Regions from separate parts of the Hermetia illucens genome. Here region 2 is linked to region 1. The links are chromatin contacts, called in public Hi-C maps. All regions are on one chromosome and are shown on one strand. Each heading gives the region's core, a stretch centred on a gene start, on an enhancer-like site or on the middle of the called end of the contact. The rest is flanking DNA. Distances are from core to core; before and after follow the strand shown. Region 1 holds the start of LOC119648289 (protein extra-macrochaetae). Region 2 holds the start of LOC119649758.

Region 1 (5,042 bases), core at 80-2,579:
ATATAACCGAAATGGAAAGTATGAGTCAGTCATGGTTTTCGCAATTTAAAATCGTCTTTAATAAACTCGAGTTAGCTTGCGGCGTAGAGTCCCCGCTTGGCTCCCAGATTGGATAAAGATTCGATGCTCAACCGCAGATCGGCAAATCAGAAATTAGCGAATGCCCTCTAAGTAACAAATCACAGATATACCTCAATTAAAGAAATTTATTCTGCGGGAAATAGTTGGTGGCATATTTCTACCGAAAGGTCTAAATTTACTTATTCTTTCAAATATTTTTTCTGCCTCCTGTTCACTCCTTTATAAAGTACAGGGTGCCCACGCAGACTTCTTCTTTTTGAGGATTACTGGGGCGATCTAAGAAGAACTAACGCCGCCAGCAATTAAATTTACAGAACGCGAAATGACTCCCTTTAGGTATCCCAGGCAGGAAGGAATAATGCTACTGAAGAAGCTGCCTTCAACGTATACCATAGGGTTTTTCAAAAACTGACACCAAAGTCTCCCTCATCGTACTCAATTAGACCAAAAATCCTTAATCCTTTGAAACTTACCGTATGTGAATGTGATGAGTTTGAGTGAAGGTTCGCCTCGGCGGGTGTGGTGAGTGGGCTGCTATGAGTCGATGACAGAATTGTATTTGGGCTGGGCCGATCAGACAAGGGCTGACGTTGACACGCAGGACTAGAGGACACTGTATTGCTGGCGGCTAGAAGCGCCACGCTGCTGGGGAGATTCTCCATTTGCTGGTTCTGCGTCTCAACATCGAGCACTGCGGCGGCATCGAAACTATTCACGGCGGGATGGGTTTCCAACTCTTTTTGAAGATCACAAATGTAATCGATCACGTGCTGGATTATCTCCAATTTGGAGAGTTTACGGTTTTTCGGCATGAACGGCACTAGATCCTTGAGTTTCGAAAGGTACATTTGAATCTCGGCATTCTCGCCGTCCCGATGCCGTGAAACGCGACCGTTAATAATAGCCGGAACGGACGCACCGGTTGCACAAACTGCTGTAATAGCCTTCATAGTAACTTTCAAGTTTCTTTTTTCTTCTAAATCACAAAAATGCGCTTCTAATTTATTGAAGGGTGTTCACACTAGGTCACTGATACGCCTGCACTGTATGACGACTTATCCACAAGTATCCAGTTAAATATTCCAGGTAATGCGCTAACTACACAAAACTTTATCCACTTCGATGATATTACCAACAACCAATGGTTTTCTCACTACCAATTATTCGGCACTGCACAAGAACTGAGTGTGGGACCACGCAAAGCCAAGCCGACGTTAGCACTCGAGACGACAACTCGAAATGACGTTCATTTCCCCCAGCGCGGCTTTTATACGGAATCGGTTACTCCGCCTCTCAGCCAATCAGATCGCTTGAAAGTCAGATATCTTTCGTATTGCAAATTCCCCTTTGAACGAAATCACGAAGATGCCCCGCCACCGCGGCCAATTCTCCTCGTGACGGGCTACTGACCAATGGGGTGCGAGCGCGATGTGCATTTGGTTGATTATAGCCGAACAATACCCGACAGAATCGCGATTGTGGACGGTTTGTCTTTCGTTTTTGTTTTGCAAGCCGTGCTCATAATCGTCCCGTAATTATCGTTATCGGTCGTGAGGAGGTCGCACAGGTTAATGTTTTGACTGAGCTGGAATCGTGGAGCGACGGGAAAAAGTCCCCAAGCGCCCGCGAGGTAAGAATTCCGAGTTATTTGTGCATCTTGTCGTTGCAGAGAGGGGAAGGGCGCAAGGGGTGCGACCAATTGAAATATGTAAAGCGAAGCGCCGGTCGCCCCGGCTGTTGACAGCTGCTTTGTTTTGCGGAGATTCTTGCATGGCCTGGGTTGCGGGACTACCTGTTGAATGTTTTGTTGCATGCGATATGGGAAAATTCGAGCAGAGAGTGCTGCCGTGGTTTTGGCTTGATACTGGCCGCGTTCAGAGCCATGGAGGGTAGCGAAGTTGCAGCTGAAGATCAGATGGCGAATTCCCGACAATGCCGGGGAAGGCATTTCAGCCCTTTGTGCTCGGCAGTCGTGACCGTGAGAAAATTCATTCGGGGTGAACTGAGTTATTTCACTCGGTGGCCGGGTGTTTTGGTGGGAAGAAATCGCTGATTTGACTTTGAATCACTTTCAGGATTTGTCAACCACGAACATGTTTCGATTACGAACATTAATATTTAGTGTTTCCCCTTGAAATTATAGTGAATTAACGACTTAGCGGGCAATTGAAAAAGAAATCTCGGACTACATAGTAATCAACAGCGGGAAACAATCCTCGAAGCAACCTCCAATTTACCAAACAATTGATAACGGTTTGATTTTCAAATGCGGATGCATTGATTTTTATGCTTCCACAAATGGCCTAACATGTCAATGTTAGTCAATTTAATCTTTGAAATTTAACGCAACTTTACATAAACAAATCTGTGGACTAGCAACCTGCAGATTTTCACTTTTCGATTGCTATGGAAAAGCTATCCATGCTTTTGCTAAGAATAGACTTGCCGCCAACGACCTTTGGCTATCATAACAAGCCTCGAATTGATTTTTGGAATGTGTGGACGCTTCTCGAAAATGCCATCGAGGGCCTCCAGAATGCTAGCTTTCAGCAACTTGAGGATGAGTTCCAGCGTTACAGGCTGGACATACTGGGGTGGAGTGAGATTAGATTATGGCACTCTGGAGAACATTCCTTTCTTTCTAGGGCCACCATATTATTGTACTCCGTAGAGCCCGGCGTAAGTAAACGGGAATCCCCTGTTGGATTATTATTATTCTGTTAAGGAGCACTACGTCCTTAAAGAACTATTGTCCCCCTTTTGCTAGTTATAGTGTACCTATTAATCGTAGTTTCTCAAGCATGGAATGGTTAGGAATTTTAGTATATTTCCTACTTCCAGATCTTTCAACTCTGGATTTGGTATTAATAGTTCTTTCAGATGCCTCAACCTGCCTGACACTGACCCGAAACCTGTAGACGGTTTCACCACACTCCGCAAAGAACCTGCTGACTGTGTGCATAGATATCCAGGTGATAGTTTAGCCAGTGAGAACTCCCACTATGATTCGGAGGTTCTTTTTGATGAGGTTTAAGCAATCTTTTGTGCGCTTAAGTTCGTATCCCCCAATAATCACCCGGGACGGCTTCATTTTTGGTAGAGTCGCCCAGTATAGTTCCCTCAACCGTTCCCCTTCCTTTTTAAATGTCATAGCCATGAACCTGGCTCATGCAAAGGCGTCGCTTATCCCTTCTTGGCTGGTTCCTTCGCTGCCTCATTGCCTATAAACCCAATATGGCCTGGAAACCAGAGTATCCAGATGTTGTTGAACAAGCCGAGCGTATTCAGTCTCTCAAGGCATTCCCATACCAGTTTAGAGTTCATCTGGTTGGAGTTAAGCGCCTTGATCGCTGCTTACCTGTTGATGAGAATAGTAACGTTCTGCCTCTTGTAGTTCCTTTGAGGATTAAAAGAGGCACATCAGTCTATGGCGTATATTTCCGCCTGGAATATGCTAGTGTGCTTACCCATAGGCTCCAAATACATTTTCCGTGGACTAAGGACACCGCCACCCGCTCTCTCTACTGTGAGGGGTCCGTCACTGTACCAAGTAATCAGTTGCTGGTTTAAACCGTATGTCACAGCCACGCTCTGCTAGTTTGCCTTGTTACTCCAACGTGTTTCAAACTTTATCGAAGTGAATTCTCTTTGGTGTCAATAATTCGGGGTACCGCCTAGAATGAATATGTATCTTTCTTCGATTTAGGGAGCTCCCGGCCTCAGTGATACTCCCGACCATCGTGAATATTGCCCTCCTTGCCTGCGTCTGTATGTGCAGATGGAGAGTTGCTAATACCAGAAGGACCTCCAAGAATGCCGTTGGGGATGTCCTCGTCGCCCCACTGATACACAAATAAGCCAGTCTTTGGAGTTTGGGTAACTGGCTTGTGTGCTGAGTTCATATACCTCATACAAGAACCGTGGGTTGTTGGTGGGGTAGTCAGGGGCCTAAATTTCCAACATGCTGACCTATTGTATGCCAATGGAAGCGATCAACCTCGCACCTGCATGGTAGTCTCAAAAGACTTCCAGGCTAATTTGTTTAACGACCTATGTGATGGCGACACCAACAGAGAGATAAAGAGATACTATGGGTGCTTTGCAAATTTCCCCTATGACGCAAAAGAAGTTCCCAGTAGAACATTCATCAGAGCTATCCAATATGCCAAAAGTAGTGGCATGGGGGTAATAGCAGGATGTAATGTCAACGCTCACCACATATGCTGCGGAAGTTCCAACATCAATGCAAGAGGATCGAGACTGTTGGAGTATCTAATAGGGACCGATTTGCCGATCCTAAATTTGGGTAATGAACCCACTTTCTTCAACGTGGTCAGACGAGAGGTCATCGACATCAAGGTGGCATTTCCTGACATCGCGGCTCTGATCGGAGAGTGGAGAGTATCAAACGATATCACACTCTCGGATCACAGACGCATTGATTACGTAATTGGGATGGATCCACCTCCACCCATTCCATTTCGAAATCCGTGGAAGACAGATTGGGTGATGTATAAAATAGAATTGAGCGCCCGAGTCACGATCCCTGGGAAGCGCATCAAATCCATTGCTGGAATTGATAAGACAACCCAGATGATCACAACTAGTATGAGAGAAGCTTGCGGTCAAAGTTGTCCACTCAAGATGCCAAAGAAGGGTAAAACACCGTGGTGGAACTCGGATTTGGCAAAACAGCGGAAAACGACAAGGATGCTCCTCAATCGTGCTCTGAAGGCTGATTCGGGCGCTAGCTGGAATAGCTATAAAGAAGCACAGAAGACTCCAAAGAAAAGCATAAGATTGGCTAAACGATCATCATGGAGACGCTTTTGCGAAGAGACTAACTCTCTTGGGGCAACCTCAAAGCTGAAGCGGATTCTGGTCAAAGAACGTAGCCAGAAATTGGATTATTTACGTTTACAGAACGGGAAGTACACAGAAAGCGATGAACAAACGGCAAA
Region 2 (5,288 bases), core at 2,061-4,560, 240 kb after region 1:
GGGAGCTATTTCAAATGCACATTGTGTATCTGTGTCGTATGGTCTTCAAAGTTTTGCCAGTGTATTTCATGCGGAATTACTGGGGATACCGGAAGCCTGTCGATGGCTGGTGCATCATCCAAGCCACAAGCGCAATGTAGTCATTCTGACCGGTAGCAAAGCGGCCGTTAAGGCCTTGCACTCAGCGATGACATCCTCCAGGCTGGTAGAGCAGTGCAGAAACGCGATGAACCATCTGGGCGGCACGCTCAAGCTCACCCTCCTCTAGGTTCCGGTCATAGGAATATAGAGGGGAATGAGAGGGCTTGCGGGCTGGCTAGGCGGGGCTCTTTTCTTGGCAATCTTTTGGAACGTACAATCTGTATCCCGCTGGCGACTGTCAAGAGTGGAATCTGCTCGCACTACTTAGCAATCACGGACCTCAGTTGGCGAAGGCTCAAGACCTGTGCCAAGAGCCCAGATTACCGCGGTCTGCACGTGGCACTGGCGTATATGGACCATGTCGCCAGACTCGGCATACCCTACAATTCGAATTTCCGAAGCTACGGAGAAGAAGGAGAAACTCTCAGACATTTCCTTTGTGATTGCCCAGCTATAGCGTGGGTTAAACTACAGAAACTAGGTCAATCATTCTATGACTACCTCAAAGAGATCTTTGGCTAAACTCAGCCTCGTTGCTCTTATAACAGCAGTTATTATGTCAGGAGTTTATGGCTTAAAAACGGCGTACCACAGCGCTATTTGACTGTTTGGAGTGGCCACTAATACCTACCTACCTTAATGTACACCATCTACCAGTATAGACACATCTGTTTTTATTCATTTAACGTCTTTGATTTAATTCTAACATAAATACAGTTATTCAAGAATAGATAAATACGTATTATTGTAGCCATAGATTTCAATAATAAATGACCACGTGGTTAGTAATTCCTTAAAGGTAATTGTTATTTCTTTTTCTCCAGTGAGGTCAGTATTAAAAGGTGGAGTCGTAACGGCTACATTTCTGCAAAATAAAATAAGTCTAGATCAAGACTTAATCAGGTTTGGTGCTTCAGCTCAGATATTTTTAGGTAAGTTCGGCAAAATACTCAAAAATAATTAAAATCTTCTGCACAATTGCCAATATCAAAAGGTCCCCAGAGGAACAGTTCTAGACCATATCCACACTCTGCAGTTACCGGTAATTGGTGTCGGCAATTGGTGAGTACAATTTCGAAGTAGCTGTTTGACGCAAGCAACGATCCCGCCTCCGTCTAGGGCTATTGTCGCAAAGGCGGTTGCCGCTCCAATCTCATGATATATTTCATTCAAACTACTAAAAAATATTCGCAAAGTCAAGCCGCTACTCTATTCTACCGACAAATTAAAATTAACTGGGTTATCTCAGTGTTACTTAATGGACAGCGCGCTTCGGCAAACAGACAGCCCATTTCCATTAATTTTTAGATGCTACGTCTTTTTACAGAATGGCGCCCAATGTGGGACAGAAACAAAAGTATCTTCGATTTGGGAAAATGTCGAAAAAGCGCCCAACAAGGGAGAGCTATAGCAACTATGGTGAAAAAAGCAAAAACCATGATAGAACAGACACAGCTTCGTACAACTGTGGCCGCATATACGCCAAGATGTAGAAAAAATAGCGTTGTTCAGTGGTGCTAAACGTTGAGCGATTCGATGTGCTCCCTTTGACATTCAGTTGCCCTAAAAGCACACCCTTCTATGACGACAGTGCAAGGGAAACAACATGTTGAATACAAATTAAGCGTATATTTCTAGCCATATGATACATATGCCAACAATTCAATTCATATAAATGTAAATGTAAAAATAAAGATATCAATTAAAAGTAAATCCTCAATCCGGTTTCCTATTGGGGGTCGTCTTTCATCTTGTCCTGGAACAGAATTTCTAATTGGTTGATGAGCCCCACGGCCCGGACATCCTCCTTCAACAGGGCGAACTGCTCCAAAGGTCCCAATGCATTCAACGCTTCCCGGTAACTCTGGATTGGCTTTGCTTCCCGCTCGACTACTTGCTCGATGTGGGACTGGCTGACACTGTTATCGACAGCATCATTGGAATCGTCATTATCGATGCTTATGGTTGCATATTGTTCGTCGGAATCGGATCCATTGTACGATACATAGCCGCTGTGGCTGTTCGAAGACTCCCCGAAGATGTCCACCGGCTCGGTGCTGGCGACGTCCATATCGTCGTCTGCATTGCCGTTGCAGATAAGCTTCCCAAGCTCCTGGGCCACGTTGCTGTTCCCGTAGCACCGGACGGTGAGGTCCTTGAATTCGTCATCGTCGAGCTGAACGTAATTGGGGATGACCGACTCTCCGTGAATTGCCCGCAAGTCATTCAATATTTCAGTCAGGTCTAAGCTCTGCTGATTGACTCCCACCTGGGAATGCCAGTCGTCCCAGCTCGTGAGCCCGTCCAACTTGTATTTGATCTTGAACCGCGAGTACCATTTGGGATTGGGCTTAAACAGGCGGTACTGCAGGATTTTGGCTATTTCCGAGGCCGTTGATTTTACCATCTCGTCGGTGAGCGTGAACTCGTAGTGGCTGCAGCGCAGAATCCACTCGAACAGAATCAAGCCCAGTGCGTTCAGCACTTTACAACGCGGTCTCCGCGTCCGAGTCGGGTCTTTCGTGGCCAGCCAGTCCGCTAGATACTCGTCTTTGTGCTTGAGTATGTGGTGGACTTGGCCTCGGTGGCAATTGAACATTTTCGCCAAACCCGTTGTTTGCTGAGTCCGCAAGTACTCGCGGATGATGTTGACTTTTTCAATTAGCGTCAGGACTCTCGACTGCAATGAGAGGATGTGGAAATATAAGAAATTGAATGCAAATTAGCAGCGAAAGCGAGGATCTAGCGCAACTCACCTTCCCCATGATGTCGTCTACGTAGCGAAGCGAAGCAAACTGGTGGAATTTCGGTTTCGACGGCAGCCTGGTGCCTCTCTCGTATTTCTACATGAGCGGCTGCGAGTGGTGTTGTTTCCGTTGAATCGCCCTGAGCCCCTGGCCCCGCACCGGCTCAACTGGCTGTAGTCGCTCGCAAAGATAGAGGCTGCTTTGCCCGACCACGAGTGAATCAACACATAGGCGGGCGTTGAAACACGTCGACATATACAAGTTTGCCCGTACAAATGAGCGGCGGCGCTGTTGCCACTGTACCGGTTTTCCAACCAGGCCGTCGAACCTCGAGTCCGCTGTAGTTGAAAAGTGCAAAGCCTTGGATGTGCTGTTCGCAGAGCCCCCGGGGTTTCTTTCGGGCTCCGAATGCGGGGCTGAAATTAGTCTGTGTGTTTTCATTCCAGGCTTTCTCGACATGGCAGACATTTGTGCTGTTCGGGTTTCCCATCACCGCTACGGTATTGATGGACCTGGGTATGCACACGACACAGCTGATGAGACTTCAAGCAACAGATTGGGCAAAGCGAGTCGTAGATAACAGAACGAGCGTTCAGATACGTACAAGTTGTGCATTCATTTCACAACTCACTATATTGGGTCTACGGAGGCAGACGGCTGTGCTGGCGATGATAAGCCCGTTTGAACGCTGGCCGTCGATCCATTCATTCTGGTTGTACTTAAATGGACGCCCAAGTGAATCATGGTAAATCCGTTGTGAGCTCTCTCGATGTTTTTTGAGGTTTTCGTTTTTATGTGGGCGAGTATAAATTGGATGATCTGGCGACAATGCTACACACAAATGTACTTTTCACCGTACATCAGTCGTCACTTATGACGAAGACTTTGTTATTTAGGAAAAAAACGTTTAACAGTCGATTCGTTATGTTGGAACACTATCTTGGACTTTAGAAATTCTGGCATAATCGAGGTAAGTGTTTTAGGTTCAACAATGTCATTTAAATATTCTTAAAGGTGTCAGATATCAGCCGCAGCAACAACAAATAGATTTCACGATGGCCAGTATAACTCGTATACTCTAGATTCCAGATAGGGTAGTATAATGCTGAATATAGGTATGTAGATGCGTTGATATGTTGCTCTCGAGTTATCATAGGAAGAACAGATACTGGCCGCGAGGCAAAATGTGGACCCGAATCAGATTAGGTAATCAATGAAAGTGAACCATTTTAAATTTAATTAGTCGTTACAGTCGACTAAGAGAGATCGGAATGCAAGTAAGCAAAAACAACAACTTTTTTTTCGCAAAAACAACAATTTTTATTTCTTATAATGCGTGAATATAAACTTATGGCTAACTTAGGGACTACCTTAACAGTTAAACTTAATCTAAGGTATTACATACACACATACATACACATACACACTCGTTAAGCATATATTAAAAAAAGGGGGGGGGGGTAAAAAGGACTGGGATAGGATGGGTGAGGTGCGGGGGAAGGATGGTAATTAAAAGCTGGGAGGGGTGCTAATGATGGGAAGGTTTAAAAAATTGGGAGTCGGAGAAGTTGCCGGTGTAGAAGACTACTCTGCCTAGGGAATCGAACAGACGGTTCTGTGACTGGAGGGAAAGGAGGATCTGGGGAAACAGATGAGTCCGGAGAAGGTTATCTTCCACGATCTCAATCTGCATGGCATTGGCGACAAGAGGATTGGGATGGGATTGGCACTTGGTCAGGAAGTTGAGGGCAAGACGGGCAAGGAAGGCATCGATGCGTGGGGTTTGGCAGGATTCATAGAGGATCTGGTTGGATATGTACTTGGAGCGGTCCTCGTTCTTGAAGATGTTGGCGCAGTGGCGAAGGATCCTGCGCTCTCTGAGGCGGAGTCGCTCCATTTGGGATGGGGAGCAATCGGACCAGAAGATGAAGCCGAAGATGAGGAGTGGGCGGATGAGCTGTTTATAGGAAAACAGCTTAACCTTTTTGGGAGTTGGGATGTTGTATTTAAGGATAGGATACAGGGACCGGAGAGTACGAGTTGCACGGCCTAGTGCCCTCGTTATGTGTGGTACGTGGGAGAGGCGGGAGTTCATTGTCACCCCGAGGTAGGTGACTTCTTTAACAGTGAGAATGGGCTGGTCGTGGATTGTGAGTGATAGTGATCTGGTGTCACTCCACATCTTCGGAGTCATCCTCATGTCTCCATAGAAGACGATGGTCTCACACTTGTCGGGATTTAGGGAAAGTTTCCAACGGGTGAAATAGTGGTAAAGTTCGTCCAAATAAGCATTCAGACGCGCTTCACCACGGGAGATGTCTTTCGTGGTCGTATATATGATTAGGTCATCCGCGTATTGGAGGATCTGGATGGGACACGGGTGTGGAGGTGGTTTAGGGA

What was found. Hi-C and Micro-C count contacts between places; a contact is called where the count stands out from the background.
Region 2: a Hi-C map of an unstated tissue shows a contact between it and region 1, with 7 times the contacts expected there. The contact joins the promoter of LOC119649758 here to the promoter of LOC119648289 in region 1. A contact is called at or near these places in 2 of 2 Hi-C or Micro-C datasets (an unstated tissue and whole body).

What each region holds. Positions count from the first base shown.
Region 1 is chr2:105,895,204-105,900,245 of iHerIll2.2.curated.20191125, forward strand. LOC119648289 (protein extra-macrochaetae) reads right to left here and starts at 1,330. Exons shown (of 2, transcript XM_038049945.1): 1 at 555-1,330. The coding sequence starts at 1,031.
Region 2 is chr2:106,130,598-106,135,885 of iHerIll2.2.curated.20191125, forward strand. It overlaps LOC119649758, which reads right to left and starts at 3,311. Exons shown (of 2, transcript XM_038052052.1): 1 at 2,898-3,311; 2 at 1,751-2,821. The coding sequence starts at 2,906. The coding sequence ends at 1,871.